2 separate regions of the Hordeum vulgare genome follow, and region 1 is linked to region 2. Evidence: chromatin contacts called from public Hi-C data. All regions are on one chromosome and are shown on one strand. Each heading gives the region's core, a stretch centred on a gene start, on an enhancer-like site or on the middle of the called end of the contact. The rest is flanking DNA. Distances are from core to core; before and after follow the strand shown.

Region 1 (3,624 bases), core at 137-2,636, 72 kb after region 2:
GTTTCCTATGACTCAAATCATATGAAAAGAAACGTCGGAAAACCGTCTTTGCTCTTTTTGTATCTGAGTGGAATAAAACCGTCTTGTGCCATATATAAGAATATCTGAAATGCTTAGTGCACACTGTAAGTCCACAAAACTCATTGTCATCAACATGAAAACCACTTAGTGAGAGACATGCCCTAACACTTTGTTTTCAAAATTACCAACCTTGTGTGTTCTTGGGTGACTCACAAGTGGGGTTTTGAGCCTATGTTTTTCTGTGACTCGTGGGTAGTGTAGTAAAGCTCGTGTTTCTAAGTGACTCATGGGTAAACCTAGGTCTTCATTCCACTTGTATGTAGATAGTTGACTCCATGTTTTTATGTGGCTTATTGAGAGAATCCCTTTTGTGTGATCCACACATGATCATGTGTCTCTATGTGATTCCTTCTTTGTGACCTATAGAAACCCTATGTTTTCTTTGCGACTATAGAGATAACCACGACATATAAGATAATTCCTAGAGGACCCTATGTTGTCCTTGTGATTCTTAGAGGAAACCTTATGTTTTGTGTGATTCTCGATGTTGTCTTGGTGATAGTTAGCAAGACTAAGCGTCCATGAAAAACCTTGTGTAAAAAACTAAGTGTCAGGGAGATTCCTATTCCTATTGTAGCATGAGAGATTAATTGTCCAATAGAACTCTGCTTTATGTGAGGCTTAAACGTTTCTGTGACTAGAAAAACTTATATTGTATGATGGTTGACGACGAAGTATTTCAAGAGTATATATGATCAATATAAATTTTGTTTTACAAAAATAAATCTTTAACTATTACTTTGGCATAGCATTGCATGTGATATTTTGTTATCATTTCTATGCAACTTGCGAGTATATTGAATGTACTCAATTGTATTAATCATTTTTACTGTATGCTATTAGAGATTCGGATCCTATTAGATCAAGATTGTTATATGATACAATTATACGGAGTCATGATGCCGACAAGGCACGAAGGACAATACGAGGCCCTTGGAGGGTACCTCATTCAAAGCAAGGGGTTGTAGAGGAAGTGGATGGCGCCAACGAAATTCGATTTCTCGAAAGAGGATGAGAAGAGACTCGCCATCCCTGATCCGATCAAAATATACGATGGATGTGACCCCTCGTACCAGTCTGATAATGCGGATGGGGTCGAGCTAGCGAGTGGGCCTGTATAAATCATGTATACTGTGTCCATCAAAGAAAAAAAAAACATATGTGCGTTATGTAAATAAACATGCACATGGATGATGGCAAGAATAGCAGGGGGCGGTGGGTTTTCCAATTGGCTGGTGGTGGTGGAAAGGGGCTCCGTCAGAGGAGAGAGGATATATTGCGTAATAAAAAGGAAACGGCCGGACAAATCAAACAAAAACCAACAAGCAAGAAGAGAGAGAGAGAGAGAGGAGGGGGGCAACGCAGCAACCAACGGGGGAAGGGGAAGGGCGAGGAAGACCGCGTCGTGTTCCTCGTCCCGTCTCCTCTCCTCTCCACCCCCTTCGCGTTGCTTCTGACTTCCGATTAGATCAAGAAAACGAGGAAGGAAAGGTACCCGCCTCTGTGCTCCTTCCTTCTTTTGCTCCTGTGTTCGTACCGGTCCGGTGGATTCTTTTGTTTCCTATTTACTATCTCATGCACCACGGCCCTTTGATTCAAGATTTGTTTTTTTTTTTCCTTTCTCGAATGTGACAATTTTTGTTTGCGCGATCAACCCATGATGTGGCCGGCCAATACAAACAATGAGATATAACCGTCGCGGTTCGTGAAATGGTGCAAACAGATACTAATCCCCAAGAACGGGTCCCCGGTTTATGGGTTTCATCATTCATCTTTGTTATTATAATTATAATTATTATTCATCCCATCGCAAATGCCGCCAGTGTTCATATTTACACCATTGATTGATGGTGATTTCTCTATTCTTTCTTTTTTTTTTCCCTCGGATAAGAGTAAAGAAAGAAAGAAACTCCGTCCTGAAAGCAATAATATATTTTGCTTGGCTGGAAGGATCTAATGCCCGATTCACGCAATCTATTTTGCACATCCATTTTTGTTGAATTTTAGGAAGCGATGGGGTGCTTTTCATGCTGCGGTGCCAGTGATGTTGGCAAGAAGAAGAAGCGCGATGATCCTTATGTTCCGGTCCCTGCCCCAGGTTGTTACTTCTCTCTTTGCTTCATCACATATTTCTTATGATCGCAAAGATTGCTTTGCACTGATTCTCACTTTGAATCCAATCTGGTTCTTCGATTGTAGATTTGATAGTTAAGCGTCGAGTTAATTCAGCAATGGAGAGGAATACTGTCTTATTCATCATCCTATGGCCAGATGCATGATGTAACTCTAAATGTGCAAACAATTCTTTCGCACAGTAAATACAATTAGCAGCTTCCAGTTAGTTTATTTTGTTGTCTCCAGAAAATAATAATTCCACTTTTGACCATGTTAATTGTGAAAATATTGACATTATGTATCACATTTATCAACACAAATCCACTAACTGACATGTTGAAGCAGATTCAGGATAGGCTTTAGCTGTAAAATGTGTTGAATTTTGGACTTGGTACCTGTAAATTTACCTTCAATCGGTATGAATGCACAGCGGGTTCTAAGCCGGGCGGTCGGAGATGATTTTTGGATGGGACAGCGTGCCGGAGTCCTACGTGGCAGACGTCCAGACTCCCCCAGAGCTCCCCGATGTCTGTGAGATTTTGGACATCCGGACAGGTCTGGTCCCATTTGGTCATCCGCACTGGATGGCTAAAAGTGTCCGAACAGCCTGATTCGGACATTTGCGGTCGTTTTGGTGATCCGCGTTTGAGATACCCTTAGCCGATACCATGTGGAACATTTGAACGGTTGTGGCATCGGCTGAGTGGTTTCCTTGTCTTAGTGCTATAGGGTCTTGCCACGTTCCCTTAAGAAAGACGTGTGCTTCTCTGTACATAGTGTTCATCTCTCTTCCTCTATACGGGGGCACAATATTTTCTTCAAGGCCTTAGCATAACAAATACTGCATCTGTACGCTGACGAAATTCTTCAACAGAAATTCCAAATACTAATGGAGAACTCAAGTTCCTATTTCACCAACTAGATACTAATGGAGAACTCCAAATCCCAAATTCAAGCCAAAAAATTATATACTCCCTTCATCCCAAAACAACTGTCTCAACTTTAGTACAACATTTGTACTAAAGTTGAAATGCTTATTTTGGAACGGAGGGAGTATAATTTATGGCTTTAGTTTCTCCTAAACGGGTTTTCATATAAGGCTGATACATCATATGGGAAAATCTTCTTACTCCCAGTATATCTGTTGAGAAATCTTACAAAGATCAAGCATATAGATGGCCGCTGTTCAGTAAAGCTGTTGCCCCTTGCTTCCAGTGGCTTGCTAAAGTTGTTGCCTTGTGAGTTTTAGTCCTGGAAACAACCTCGTGCAAAAATGTAGAGAAAGGCTGCATGCAAAAGACCCAAAGTGGTTAGACCCTGCGAGCTATGTGCACCGGGTTGCCCCTTTTTTTATTGGATGCAAATCTAAACAATTGTGCATCAACAATTTTCAAATGTGCACCTTTTTTGTTAAAATATGCATCTTCT
Region 2 (3,817 bases), core at 852-3,351:
GGAAACAAACGGATAGAGACTAGAAACTTTTAAGTTGGGACTAAAAAAGTCCCGGAACTTTTGAAACAAACAGGCCCTTATATGCATGGTCCCTTCTCGATGCTCCTCGGTCACAGCAACAGACGTGGACCTTACTCGATCCTCCTCGATTCGGGCGGGGTCCGTGATCCCAGCGATGGGCAGCTGGTCGGGTACGGGAACGCCCGCAGGAGTGGCCCTGGCACCGAGAGTCGTGTGTGCTTGGGGATCCTCCACCATGGCGGGGACGTCCGGCCGTACAAATGGTCCTGCAGCATTGCGAATTTCAAAACCAGTGCACGGCTCGGACTGGATGGCAGGTGGTGTTGGCAGGGTCGCTTTGTCCGAAAGCGGCTGGTGGGATAGGCGCTGCTGGGGGGACGTCTGACGGAGTGACGTGGGGCAGTCGGGTAAGGGCCCAGCACGCCTTGGTACCCGCGAAAGAGGGTATGACGACGACCATGACCCTGGCGGCCACCATGGGCGGCTCCGGCGGCGCTGCCGAAACCGGAACGCGGTGGAAACTCGTGGCACCGAGGCCACTTTGGCGGGAGGGGGGGGGGGGGGGGAGGCGTTTGGCGTTGCCTCCGTAAGCATTCCCATCCCCATCACCAGAGGGTATGACGACGACCATGACCCTGCCGGCCACCATGGGCGGCTCCGGCGGCGCTGCCGAAACCGGAACGCGGTGGAAACTCGTGGCACCGAGGCCACTTTGGCGGGAGGGGGGGGGGGGGGGGGAAGGCGTTGCCGTTGCCTCCGTAAGCATTCCCATCCCCATCACCAGAGGGTATGACGACGACCATGACCCTGGCGGCCACCATGGGCGGCTCCGGCGGCGCTGCCGAAACCGGAACGCGGTGGAAACTCGTGGCACCGAGGCCACTTTGGCGGGAGCGGGGGGGGGGGGGGGGGGGGGGAAGGCGTTGGCGTCGCCTCCGTAAGCATTCCCATCCCCATCACCAGAGCCTGGCCTGGCCGGCGGAAGCGACAATGGTGGGAAGCGGTAGTCTTCCTCCTGGGCGACGTGGATGGGACTAGAAACCGTGCCAAGGAGAGGGCGAAGCGGGTGGACACATCCAGCGACACCCCGTCGTCGACGTGGAGCAGTAGCTCGGAAGAGTGTGGGATAATATTGGGGTTAGTCGTCCATGCCGTGAGGAGAAAGACGGACAAGTCCCTTCCTCTAGCCGTCTCCAGCGCCACCGCCTCGATCCTGCAGAAGGGAGCGAGAAGGGTCTCGGCAGAAGAACGGTGCCACGCATGGTTAGGCATCCCAGCGATCTTGATGAAGACTCTTATGCGCGCTATGACGAGTTCTGCACCGGCGAGGTTTCTCGAGGGCTGAAGCGGAGCCTGAACCTGGGCGTGTGCAGGTTCTCCGCGGCCACACGGGAGTGAATCGACTCGTAGTGTAAACGAACCAGGAAGTCCTTAGGGCAGAGATGCACGGAGAAGTCACGTGCATCCAGGCTGTGGCGCGACGCAATGGCCTCTGCCACATCGGCTTCAGTGACGCGGGTGCGGTTGCCCAGAACGGTGACCTCGAGCGCACGCCGCAGGGCAAGCTCGACGTCACACATCTCCCCCATGTACGGGAGGTAGCAAACTGCTTCAGCCAGGCAGGGCGCTAGGTGGCCTGAGAGCGGCTCGGGGCCAAGGGAGGCAGAGGGCGGTGCGCCGAAGAAGGCAGGGCCGGTTGGGAGGCCAGCAGGCGGCACGCGGGCAACCGTAGGCGCGCTGGGGCCGGAGGGCTCGGCGACAACGCCGGAGCCGGAAGCCGACCCAAGAGAGGCGGGGTGGCATGGCCGCGCTACACTACAGGTCGAGGACTCCGGCGAACACGGGTGCAGGCACTTAGCCAGAGGAGCAACAGCAGCCGGGCGGGGGCGGGGCTGGGTGCAGGCCCGGGTGATGTGGCCATAGTAGCCGTACCGGCGACAACGCCAGTCACGGCGACACTCCGAACGCGGGTGCCCCGGGTACAGGCACTTGAAACAAACACTATCGCTGGGACTAGCACGAGGGCGAGGCGGGGGTGGTGTGGAGGTGCTGCTTGGTGTGCCGAGTGGCTCTCTAACGGCGCGGGTGGGGAGACCGGCGTTGTCGCTCAAAGCGGCCCCGGGGGACCTCTGAGGGGGCCTCGTTGCGGTCCAGCGCAAGGTCCTTCGTTGGAGGCACACGATGGATCTCGAAGCGGGGAATCCTCCTGGTAGCGACAACCATCGTCAGTGCAGGGGAGTCCCTAGACTCGTGGCACAGGGCTTCGTGGTAGGATCTGGGTGGACTATCCGACGGCGGCGGGCTCTCGTCGAGCTAGCGTAGCTCGCGGGGACGGCCCCCACTAGAAGCGGACGGGGAGGCCATGGCGCGGGGGAGCCGGGCCGGAGTGGTGGATGCCGGGGCCGGAGTGGCCGCCAGCAGTGGCTGGCGCGGTGTAGGGTGAAGAGCGAAGGCGTGTTGCGGGGTGCGGCCAAGGGTGAGTAGACTATCTTTTGAAGCACAAGAGCAAGGAGTTCATCGTTCTACCATATTCATTAACTTTTCGAGGGTGGTGCCTTCTTGATTGGTTAGGTGTCGCTTCGGAGCCTCCTACTTCATGTTGTGGAGTTGAACCAAGAAGTATGTAAGGGCAAGGAGATCGCCTACTTCATGATGATCTGTCATGAGTGAGGCTAGTCCTGTGTGGACGGAAGTCGTGATGGAATAGACAAGGCCGCTTCTTCGTGGACCCCTTATGGGCGGAGCCCTCCGTGGACTCTCGCATCTGTTACCCTTCGTGGGTTGAAGTCTCCACTAACATTGACATACGATAGCACCACCTATCGGAACCATGCCAAAAATCACCGTGTCAATCTTTGTGTTTGATCTTCCTACCTTACCCTCTACATTACATTTGCATGTCTTTACTTTCCGTTGCTATACTCTTAGATGTGCATGTGTAGGGTGAACTTGACTAGTCATAGTTGTCAGAACTAGCCCACAACTAAAATTGGGAAAAAGCTAAGTTTTTATCTTGTCAAGTAATCTAATCACCCCTTCCCTCTCTAGACATACTTTCTATCCCACAAGTGGTATCATAGCTTCGGTATCCATTGCATTGGTTTCATAACCTAGGAGAGTATGGTGTCTAGTGAGGGAAATTACCACCGTAGAGGTCCATGTTTCGATAGTACTAACTTTGCTAGTTGGAAGCATAAGATGAAAATGCATACTCTTGGTCATAATCTTGCCGTTTGTGTTGTTTTTTGTGTTGATGTGCAAGGTGATTTCTTTGGAGAAGGAAGAGAACCAGATCGTGATGCGATAGTGGATGAGCTGAAAATGTAGCAGTTTAAAGGATGTGGGTGTCACCTAGAGGACGGGTGAATAGGCGCTTTAAAATAATTACGGTTTAGGCTTGAACAAATGCAGAATAAAACTAACGTTTAATTTATCAAGAACAAAACCTGAAACAACAAGGCTCACCTATGTGCACCAACAACTTATGTTAAGCAAGATAAACAACTAAGTGATAGCAAGATATATAACAAGAAACAATATGGCTATCAAAAAGTAAAGTGCATAAGTAAAGGGCTCGGGTAAGAGATAACCGAGACGCGTAGAGACGATGATGTATCCCGAAGTTCACACCCTTGTGGATGCTAATCTATATTTGGAGCGGTATGGAGGCACAATGCTCCCAAGATGCTACTAAGGCCATCGTAAGCTCCTCACGCCCTCGCACAATGCAAAATGCCGTGATTCCACTAAGGGACCCTTGAGGGTGGTCACTGAACCCGTACAAACAAGGTTGGGG

The links. Hi-C and Micro-C count contacts between places; a contact is called where the count stands out from the background.
Region 1: a Hi-C map of seedling shows a contact between it and region 2, with 3 times the contacts expected there. The contact joins the promoter of LOC123443581 here to the enhancer-like site in region 2. A contact is called at or near these places in 2 of 6 Hi-C or Micro-C datasets (leaf and seedling).

Annotation. Positions count from the first base shown.
Region 1 is chr3H:231,904,338-231,907,961 of MorexV3_pseudomolecules_assembly, forward strand. LOC123443581 (pto-interacting protein 1-like) reads left to right here and starts at 1,387. Exons shown (of 8, transcript XM_045120007.1): 1 at 1,387-1,572; 2 at 2,089-2,179. The coding sequence starts at 2,095.
Region 2 is chr3H:231,831,715-231,835,531 of MorexV3_pseudomolecules_assembly, forward strand. No RefSeq gene overlaps it. Among protein-coding and RNA genes, the nearest start is that of LOC123443661, 33 kb to the right of the region's middle. Within about 2 kb of position 2,102, at least 3 of the 3 cell types and tissues checked have open chromatin away from gene starts, as enhancers often do. A contact at or near this core is called in leaf and seedling, where this site is marked.